Regions from separate parts of the Oryctolagus cuniculus genome. Here region 1 is linked to region 2. Evidence: chromatin contacts called from public Micro-C data. All regions are on one chromosome and are shown on one strand. The core of a region is the stretch at or near the end of the contact, and the rest is flanking DNA. Distances in the headings are between cores, read along the strand shown. Region 1 overlaps CENPK (centromere protein K). Region 2 overlaps LOC103349635 (a long non-coding RNA gene).

Region 1 (5,307 bases), core at 2,406-4,905, 440 kb before region 2:
TCACTTAAGTCTAATAGGCCTCTAAAGACTACTAGCAGGGGTGGGCATTTGGCCCAGCTGTTGAGATGCCACTTGTGATGGTGTTGCAGGCACTTGGGGAGTGAACCACAGAAGGAAAGATCTCTGTGTGTTTCTGTTTCTGTCTCTTTCAAATAAATAAAGATAAAGAAATAAAAAAAAAATAAAGATTACTAGCAAAACTTTTTTTTAAGAACTAACTAGGGGATTTGCTATCAATTCTCTTACGCATTTTGAAGCTGCATTTAAATGGAGAAATAACACCAAAATGCTTTGAAAGAGAAAAAGATTGTTCTCTATAAAAATTTTTAAGTTTCTACATCAAATGAAATTTATTTAGGGTTTGTTTCATATATTTAAATTAAATAAAATATGAAAGAGTATTGTACTAAAATATTTCCATGCTAACAGAAGTGCTGAATATAGTATTCATATGACAAGAAATTAATAGAGGATTTGTTTTGCAAGAAAAAGATGAAATTATGGGGCTAGCATTATGGTGAAGTAGATTAGGCTAACTCTTGAATGCCAGCATTCCGTATGTGAGTGCCAGTTCAAGTTCCATGTGCTTCCTTTCTGATACAGCTCTCTGCTAATGAGCCTGGGGAACAGTGGATGATGGTAAACACACTTGAGTCCCTGCCACCCATGTGGCAGACCTGGATGGAATCTCAGGCTCTTGGCTTCCACCTTTTCCATCCCTAGCCATTGAAGCTACTAGGGGAGTGAACCACCAGATAGAATATTGTATGTCTCTCCTTTCTCTGTCTCTTCCTCTCTTTCTGTCATTATGCTTTTCAAATAGATTAAAAAAATCTGTAAAAATTACAAGTATTATATGTTAATCAAAACTATTTTATAAAAATAGAAGAAATGAAAATGAACGAATAGATTAAAATAAATTTAAGGGGAAAGGAGGAATTGGGAAGATGTTGGTTATAGGACACAAAATTTCAATTATATAGGAGGAATAAATTCTATTTTACATCATGGTGATTATAGTTGATAACAATATCTTGAGTACTTGATAATTGCTGAAAAAAGTGTTCCCACCAAAAAATATAAGTATGTGACATAATGCAGATTTCTGTAGAATGCATAATCTTTATTTTCTTTGAGGAATCTGACATTTGATGGCATAAAGGAGTTATTAATGTTTTAAAAGTAATAGTGGTATGGTAGTTTTTTTTGTCCTTTTATTTTATTTTTTTAAGGGAAAGAGTTTATTGGGGGAAACCTGACAGACTGGAGGGAAGGGGCAAAAAAGGAAAGAGGGAGAAGGAGAGCAAAAGAGAGAGAGAGAGAGAGAGAGACAGAGTGTTCAGGAGACGGAGACAAAGAGAGTGTCCTTATATTTTAGAAATGCAGAGAAATAATGAATGCAATAAAATGATGTCTGAGATGGGCTTTAAAATAATCTCATGAAGTAGAACAAATCATAGAAATATAGATGCAACAAAATCCACCAATCTTTGGCACTTGGTAAAACTAAATGATAGCTACATTGGAGTTCATTATACCATTTTTTTCCTTTTGTCTATGTTTTAAATTTTCTGTAATATTAAAACATTTACATATGTATAAGTATGAAGTTAAATCAACATTTCATTTCTCATTCTCATAATTTTTTACTCTTACTCATAATGTTCTTAATTGTTAGGAAGAGACAAGGAATTTGTTGGAAATTTTTCATTACTCTGTTTAGACGCAGGATGGCACTCTTTGAATAAGTAATTAGCCAAAGTGAGTAAGTTCCTCTACAGTTCTGCTCCTTCCTAGGGCAGTTTGTTTTAGCTGAGGGCAAAAACTTTTCAGATAGAGTATACAGGTGATTACTGCTCAACCTTATTTTTCTGTGCTGTCTGTCCCCATGTACCTATTTGAAAAATTAAGGAAGGTTTTAAAGTTCATGACTATTTAAAAAGTGGTATGACACAAAACTTGCTTTGTGTCCACTTTTTTTTTTTTTTGGTATTATTGCTCTGAGATTTAGCCACTTCATGTATTTTACACACACACACACGAATTATCTTTATTTAATTCTATCAGTTCAATACCAACCACAAGACCTGTTTCCATATTTTAATGGCATTTAGCCAAAAACCCTCTGATTAAAATGAGGGCTATCGATTCTGTGGACAGATGCTTTCCTCTTTCAAACCTCAATGAAGCACTGAAAGAACTTTATTCTTGGACATTCTGAGTCTGATTCATGCTTTCTTTTAGCCAACTATTCATGGATTCACCAGAAGAATTACACCTACTACCTCCGGTTTAGGAAGAAAAAAAGATCAAATGGGCAATAATGTTAGCAGAAACTTGAAATTTAAGAATTGGTATTCAGAAAGGTCCTCCTTCCTACCCCCTTCCTTCAAGTCCAATTCCGCTTTTTGGTTGTGGCCATCGGAAATTGACTTGGCGTTAACCTAGGACTGGACTTTCAAGGCGTCAATTTTCCCCTCCCCCAGTCTCAGAAACTTTTAAACCCTACACTCAGCGGTAGAGACAGATAAATGATGCAGCAGATTACACCACTGAAAGACAGCATTTGTCCTGAGCTATTTTCACATTTTTTCCTGTTTCCGATTTGTGTGCCAGACTTTGTTTGCTTGCTCAGGACATGGAAAACATATTGGGCATATTCTCCACAGTTTAACGCCAGTGGCTTTCTCCCAGCAAATGAAAGTGAAAGTGCTACATTGTAGTGGTATTTTATCCTTAAAGACTGGACTGGCAGCTGGTGTGTGAACCTATGGGGATGGGGGGGGGGGGGAGGTAGGACTGGGAAGCTTGAAGAACCGGTTCTGAGGTTTTGTTTGTTTATGTTAAGATCGCAGCGGGGTTCCTGTTTTTTTTTTTTTCCTTTTTGGTGGGGAGGTGGGCTGACTGCGGATTTATTTTCATTTGGGCAGTCACTGAAGTTTCATTCAATGTACTTACTTAATAAAAAATGCACTCCACTTGCAGCTTTTCGTGGTTGCGCTTTAAAACACCATCCAGTCTCACCCTCATCTGGAAATAATGCAAGCTTGTCTCTTCCTCCGCTCCCTCCTCCCCACTTTTCTTTCTTTCTTTTTTCTTTTTTTTTTAAAGCCCCACATAACCTGAAGTCAATAATCAGATGGAAACTGTGCTGGTCTTAGTTTACTTTTCCTTTTGGTGGTAACTTTAGTTGTTGAAATGTATATAAAACACACAGGCATTTTGTACACACGTAGCTACCGCGTCTTGAAATCTGCATACTCCATTGATCTATAAAGTTTGCTGTAAGTTTCCTCAGCGGTACTGTTTATGTGCAACTTTTAACATTTTTATTGTGTACACTTAAAAAAAATGCACGGAGAATGACACAGGAGATCTTAACAGTGACATTAGTCCATCTAAAGTCACTCATCTACCTCCTCCCTTCCTTTTTCCAAGAAACTACTAATAACAAACCAGGCTAGAGTTTCTGAAAGAGGTTAGAGAAGGAGGAGGAAAAAGAGGCGGAGTAGGTTAGGGGAGAGAGGTTAGAGAGGCCAGAATTTCTCTCATTCACAGGGTGGAAAAGTTGACATTGTCTAAGCCCTTCTGAATGGCTGGTAGTTGGTTACCCTGATTGTACCTCTACTTCCCCTCCCCCTCCACGTGACGACCCAGGACACATGCGCACCCGACGCAGCCAAGGCACATCTGCAGACTGACGTCAGTGTGCTCTGCCTCCGAGGAAAAGCTGCCAAAATTTTCTCCTGCTGCAATTCAAGTTGGCTGGGGGCCGGTAGTGAGATCTAGGGCTACTTCAACAAAACTTTGCTGCCCTTCCTGCTCCTCTTGTCTTCTTTTCTCCTGATACCTTTTGATGCTCTGCACATGTTATTTGCATAGCAAAGGCACTAAGCTGTCCAGGAAGAGAGGGCACCACTTCCACCCCCAATAAGTCTTTTTCCCTTTCTTTCTTTCTTTCCTTTTTTTTTTTTTTTGAAAGTGGTGGAGGGGGGGTTGGAGAAAGAAGGTTTGCAAAGGCAGCATCTCAGGGTGATAGCCTGCTTGTATTGAAGGTATCTCTTTTTCTGCCAAATTGTAAAGTCTCTTTTCTAAAGCCTGGGTTAGCCAGACTATAGGGTTTTATTCTGGCTGCAGAATAACTGCAGAATAACTGGTGTGGCTTTGCAAGGGGGGGGGGGGCAAAAAAAAAAAAAAAAAAGGAGAGGGAGTACGTGAGTCGTCCAGTGCAATCTCTATTGTTTGAAACTTACTTTTTAATCAGAATTTGAAGATGAAAACGGTAAGGAAGACTTCACAATATTCAATGAAACCTTTTTTAAAAAACTTGTGCTTTGCTTGTCTTCGGAATAACGCTTAGAAAACCTCTCTCTCCCTCTCTCTCTCTCCCTCCCTCTCTCTGTGTATGTGTGTGTGTGTGTGTGTGTGTGTATGTGTGTTTTATGGCAATGAGTGAGCTTGACTGAACTCATTTTACAGATAGAAATCTTTTTAACTCCAGACTAGTCGGGGGTTGTAGAATTCTGGGACTTGCAAGTATTTTATGATGCAAAAATATGATTATTTTATGAATATACATGTTTTGTGCAGTGGACTTATTATGATTATTGTGGTCTCTTAACTGATCACCAAATAGTCATCAGGAAAGTAATGATGATGTGTGTGTTTTAAATCGATTTTCAGTTTTCCTCAAGAAAAATCTTCTGCATTTTATAGTTTCATGTCAGTCTTAAGTATTCAGACAAGTGCATATTTTATGTGTGGGCTCAGGGAGTAGCATTAATGTGCGAGCTGCAGCCCTGATGCTCTAGGATCTGTTAAGCTCTTAATAGGCTAATCAAAGAGATGGAAGCGTGTGTTTTTGATTTACTTTTGGCCACTTGGGACGTGCTAGACTCATAGCCCTCCGGAGCCTTGTTTATCGCGGTATGTCTGTATATATGGTGTATGGGACCAAAGTTCAGGGATATGGGAGGGGGAAGCTAGAATGCTGGATGGAGTATTGGAAAACCTTTTCCTGATAGTGTGTGCTTCAATTCCCGTCTGATAATTTCTGTCCTTGTATTAGAGGCAAAGAGCAAGAGAATGAGAAAGCGCACTGAGAGAGAACAAGAGTGAGTTTTCTTACTCTTGTTTTTATTTGAGCTGCCGGTGCAACGCGTTTGGGCCAAATGCCAACTGTCTGGGTCACACGCGTTTTATCCAAATAGATTTAGCGCTGCTGTCTGGAAATGGGCTGCTGGATGTTAACGTTAGGATCACAACTCAAACAGGGCAGCTCAGACTGTTACCCTCTGTCTGGGTGAA
Region 2 (5,385 bases), core at 1,055-3,554:
AACAAAATAAAGTTTTGCCAAATGGAAATACACAAAACCACTTGGGGAATAGATGTTATTTTTAAGCTTCTAAGAGGCTATCACAAATAACTGGGAGGAGAGTGGAAAGAATTCAAAACGCAGGTGACCTTTTAACAGTCAGAACACAGCAGGGTCAGCAATGCCTAGAGAATGTTGTCGGAGGAAGGGATGCTGAGAGCACAGGCCTGGAGGGACTGACCTCACTGGACATGATGAGACGGGAGTTGGCTTTTTCCCCATCCTGTGTGAGCTGGACAGCAACAAGGAAACCGTCCTCCAAAAATGGAAGCATGGAGAATCCATGGGTATTTTGAAATGAGCACCTGGGGAGAACTGGGAGCTGGTGTGTTTGCTGCTGGCAGCCAGGTCTGGGGTGTTGCCCTCAGAGGGCTGGGTCTCCTGCAAGAGCAACCCCCCTGTGGAGACACGGTGATCTGCCTTCCTTCCAGGTGGAGAGTGTGTGTGGGTGGGGGGAGGCAGTGGGCCAGAAGGAGGTGACCACTGCATTGTCGTAGAGGGAGCTGCTCTGCAAAGGGGTTGGGGGAACAGCAGGCGCCTCTTCTGGTTCTCTCTGGTGGCAGAGAGAGCCACCACGACCAGCCTCTCCCTCCTGACGTTATGTCAGTGCTTTACTGCGACCTCTCACATGCGTCAGGAATGGAGAGCTGCCTTGCAAAGAACACATCAATTACACGAAACTGCCTGCTTTGTGCTGTGACCTGCAACCAGGATGCAGCATGTGGCCATCTGGTCAACGGAGCTTTCCTCACAGAAACACTCAATACTGAAAACTGGCTTGGCTGGAGAGTCTGGGTCACATTTTGTCGCATAAAATTAAGTTGCCAGGCAGCAAAGAGGGAGATGCTGTTCCTGCTCACTCCCTGGTTGGACAGTGATCTCCCAGCGCTGACAGTCACTCTTAGCAGAGTCACGTGGCCTTCGCTAACCGCACCAACTATGGTAGAGTGTGTGAGATCTTCCAGACAAAGGCCCTGGGAGGCTGATCTATTCTCAAACCACCAGCCTTTCTTCCGCCATTCCCTTCCAGTGTCACAACTATCAAACAGGGTGATCTGCAAGAGATAAAAGAGGAGGCCTAGGCAGGAGCTCACAGACGGTTTTGATGGCTCAGGACTCTGCTTATCCCAGAAATCTGGCATCTTACAGAAACTCTGTGCTGCTCTTACAGGAAGTGGGGGCGAAGACTCCTTACAGAAAAGGGCCAGAGCACGGCAGGGCAGAAAATGCACTGCGTGGTGCTACCGTTTCCTCCCTTAGGCCCAGTGCTTTCTCCTGTACTTCTCCCATCTTTTAGGAAAAGGGACAAGGACGATTTCCCCCAGAACACTGGAGGCTGTGACTAAGAGAATTAAAACTAAGTGCTCAATATCAGTGTTCCCAGATTCATCGGCACTTATCTTCATGAGGACAGATGCTGGCTTCCCCTCTTTTCTGACTCTATCCCCATGGCAAAGGCACAAAAACTCATCCTGCAGGCAGGCAATCTCCACCCTTGCTCCCCACCATCAGCAAGGCAGAACATCACACTTTCAAGGTGTGGTCTCTCAGCCTATGCCCCATCATGTCTCATGAACCATTAAACCTGGGCAAGCGTGGGGAAGCGTGGAGGTATGGCCATGTGCTAGCAAAAACCTAGAGACATCTCCGGTTTCCACGAAGGGAAACGTCTAAGTATCTGATGCCATCTCCACTAAAGGGACTCTTTGGGAGCTTTTAAAGGGGAGCTATGTGAAATACTGCTGCTACAATACTAAGCTAAAAAGGTAGGACACAAGGTGACATATTTATAAAACGACTGTAGCTAAGCAATGTGAAAAACCTGAAAGACAGCTGCAAAGACACGCGGGCGGAAGGCTGGAAGGAAGTGCGTCAGAATGAAGAGGTAGACAGCCTGGAGGCTCAGACATTTAAGAGGGCATGTCCTGTGTTTCCAACTCCGAAAAAGGGGGAGAAAACCTCGATGCTGCGCACTTAACCAGCCAGCAGTAGCACTAAACAATGCAGGCCCCGGGCCGGGCGCCGGGGAGCGAGGTCCCGGGGGAGCCTCCTCGACCCAGGCCCCAGCGTGGCCGGGCGCAGCGGAGCAGAGATGACGTCACCCTATGCAAACCACAAAGCGCTAATTAACGACGACGTCGGGACAAATCCCTGAGCAGACTTCCGGTCGGGGTGAGAGGCGAGGGTGCCCCAGACGACACCGCGCTCCCAGACGCCGAGGCGGAGCCGGCGACCGCCGCTCACGCCCCGCCCCTCCCCCGAGAGGGTCCCGGAGCCGCGCGTGGCGCGCGGGGCGCATGCGCAGCAGCGTGCAGGCCGGGCTCGCGGCAGCCCCCAGCAGGCCGCTGTCTGTCCGCTCTCGGCGCAGGTTTCTTAATGCACTGGCCGAGGTCGCGCCGCGCCCAGCCGTGCTCTGAAAGGTCACAGTCACTGCGGTGGGGAGGCAGTTGTTTGGCTGAGACGTAGTCTAATACCAGAGTCGAAATGGGTAAATCAGGTCCTGGCCCGTCACTGGAAGATCCTTCGAGAGAGGGCGCATTCTTATTAAAAGTATAGGGTTTCACCGCCGCCCGCTGTAACGACGTGGGTGCTACCGCCCCATGTTTATTCATGATCTTCTTTTCCTTAAAATCGTGTTAAGGGTTTCTTCCCGTCGTCAGAGTACCGCAGTCCCGGCTCGGCGGTTCTGTCAGCGGCGGATGGCGGGTGTTGGGGTGCGGTTCCCCACCGGTAGGAGCAGAATAGGGACCAGGAGCCTTTGGTGTGCGCAGGCTTCCCCTCACGGCTGTCCTGAGAGAGTTTGCACAAAAGGTGTGCCCTGGAGAAAGTGAGAACATCACTCGGGTTGTCTGAGATGTCAAAGGATACTGGGCAGTGACGTTTCTTCAGGTCCGCTGAGAATTATTTCTGGGTGAAGCCAGACAGGTTTTAGGTGCAGCAAGTAGGAACAAGAACCTATTTCGTGCGAGGCCCCGGGGTCCGGCTCAGGAGGAGAGGCCACGAAGGAGCCTTTGGAGTGAGGGGTACCCCCACCTTGCCTTCGTGGCCTTGCTCGTGTCAGATTCTTCCTCCAGCTTAGCTTCCCGGTCAGTCCTGACGAAAGAGCTCCCACTTGAGTGCTTGCTGGTCAGCCTCCCCACTCTGTTGTCTGGCAGCTCAGGCAGATGCTGAGCAGGGCGCCACAGAGGCCACAGCCCAGAGGGAAAGTACCTGGAGCCTGGAGGTGAAAGGAGATAAAGCCGAGTCTGGGTCTAGGTGGGTAGAACTGCTGCTTCTCCAGTCTGCAACACGGACTACCCTGCGCATGGAGCCTTGGCCCAGCCTTTTCCTTTTCTTTCCTTTTCCCTTTCTCTTAGAAAACAAAGGCCTCATCAGGGTTGTTTTATGAACTTCACCAGTACAGTAAGTGCTACAGCATGTTAGATCGCCTTGGCAGGGAGAAGGGCCTTTTATCTGCTTTTGATCAAGGCTGGAGTCTCAGGCCTTTAAATCTTTGGAGCTCACAGCCATGGTTCCACACTAGCTGCTACTGATTCTACAACTCTTGTTCTCTTTTATTTGTATTTCTTTGGCTCAAGGGGCTGGGTGTGGGAAGAAGGGGTTCCTAAGCCCTCAGCAGCAGCTTGATTCCCTGTGACCTGTTTGGAGCTCTTGGTAACCAGAGTCAACAACGAACGGGGTTTAGGAAAAACAGCAGCAGGTCTATGTGGTTCAGAAAAGCTCACCCAGTTCCAAGACAGGGCAGGAAGAGATAGGGCTGTTTGGAAGCTGCTCAAATCAGAGTTTCTCAAACTGGGATCATCAGTGCAATCACCCCGGCCACTTAAGAATGCAGAGTCCTAGGGTTGATAGCTATCTGTGTTTTTCAAAGATATTGGGTGATTCTGACATTAGCCAGAGCAAAGCCACTGGCCTGTGGCTTGGCTACCTCAAATCAGGAACAAAACTCAGTTTAGGCAACACAGTGGGGCTGCTGATAAGAGCTTCTCAGATTCTGGAATATATTTGGCCTAGTTTCCCAAAAATTCCATCTGCTGGGTCACTCCCCAAGTACCCACAGCAGCCACAGTTGGGCCAGGCTGAAACCAGGAGCTTCATATTCTATTAGGATCTCTCATGTGGGGGGCAGGGGCCCAAGCATTGGAGTTATCACCTGCTGCCTCCCAGGATGCATAAACAGGAAGCTGGATCAGAAGTGGAGGAGCCAGGACTTCAACAGGTACTTTGATGTGAGCTATGGGTATCCCACGCTGCGGTTTAACCTACTGTGCCATCTACCTGCCCCAAATCTTACATATTTGAATTTGATAGTTTAGAGGATAAAAACTTCGTAGGTCCATGCCATCTTAATATCAGCCTGAGGATTAGGTAGAAGCATAATAAACCAAGGTAATGGACATAGAGTATGATTTGGGCCCTGAATCACATTTTAATAAATAGCTATTCATTGCTTTCCAGAATCATTTAAAAGGAAACCAATGTAATTTTGCTAGCATGACCCTCACATTTTAGCACTGTCTCAAAGTGCTCACCAACTTGGTTTGAGAAGATTGGCAATGACCTGGAAACTGTGTCACCCTTGCGACCCGGACTTGAGGGCCCAGAGAGGGAAGAGTAAAGGAAATGACAAAGCACCCTTTGGAGGATGATGACAGAAACCTACGTATGAGAATAATCACACCTTGGGGATCTTGGAGGGTCTGCAAGCACTACTGATTACTCACCAGTTGTAAGATCTCCCAGCATTAATCCATCTTGGCACTGGGAAAGACATTACCAAATGACTGCACTGCCTGCTGGCTTCTTCCAAACTCCTGGCTGGAAAAGCAAATGAGTGAATATTCACTCTGGAAGATGGAATTGTTTCCTGTAGACTTATTCTACCTCATGGAAGTCCTTCAGGCAAGTAAACCGGGATTTGAAATTTTATTTTTCTGTCGACCACATTCCAACAAATTCTGAAGCATTTGAGTCCTGTCATGGAAGCAGTTTCCTTAAGGTTTAACCAGACATAGGTCAGTAACCACCAAATCCATTTCCTAGTCTGTAGTAATTTTAGATCACCATGCAAATGCCAAATCTTGCCCCGATTATATTGGCCAAGAAAAGAAAACTGCTTGGTTCTTGAAGGTGTTTTAACATTTTTAGGACAATATTTAACGTGCTTCTAGCACATAAGGTGGTTGGAGAAAAGTACACTTGCAAACAAAACAAAATAAAACATCCCCCCCTATTGGCAGGATAAGTCTTACTCACCGACAGTAAGGAAAATGCAGACTAGGAGGCAAAGAGAGCTGGCATTCAGCTGCTGGCAGACTTCCTTGGCCACCACAGATTTTGGAATGG

What was found. Hi-C and Micro-C count contacts between places; a contact is called where the count stands out from the background.
Region 1: a Micro-C map of ear pinna shows a contact between it and region 2, with 5 times the contacts expected there. The contact joins two enhancer-like sites. A contact is called at or near these places in 3 of 6 Hi-C or Micro-C datasets (ear pinna, psoas muscle and an unstated tissue).

Annotation. Positions count from the first base shown.
Region 1 is chr14:86,448,254-86,453,560 of mOryCun1.1, reverse strand. All of the region lies in intron 12 of CENPK (centromere protein K), which reads left to right. Among named protein-coding and RNA genes, the nearest start is that of ADAMTS6, 11 kb to the right of the region's middle. Within about 2 kb of position 3,655, at least 6 of the 8 cell types and tissues checked have an H3K27ac peak or open chromatin away from gene starts, as enhancers often do. A contact at or near this core is called in ear pinna, where this site is marked.
Region 2 is chr14:86,007,095-86,012,479 of mOryCun1.1, reverse strand. LOC103349635 (a long non-coding RNA gene) reads right to left here. Exons shown (of 4, transcript XR_517807.4): 2 at 5,296-5,385; 3 at 4,764-4,857; 4 at 1-3,256. Among named protein-coding and RNA genes, the nearest start is that of CWC27, 250 kb to the right of the region's middle. Within about 2 kb of position 2,304, at least 7 of the 8 cell types and tissues checked have an H3K27ac peak or open chromatin away from gene starts, as enhancers often do. A contact at or near this core is called in ear pinna, where this site is marked.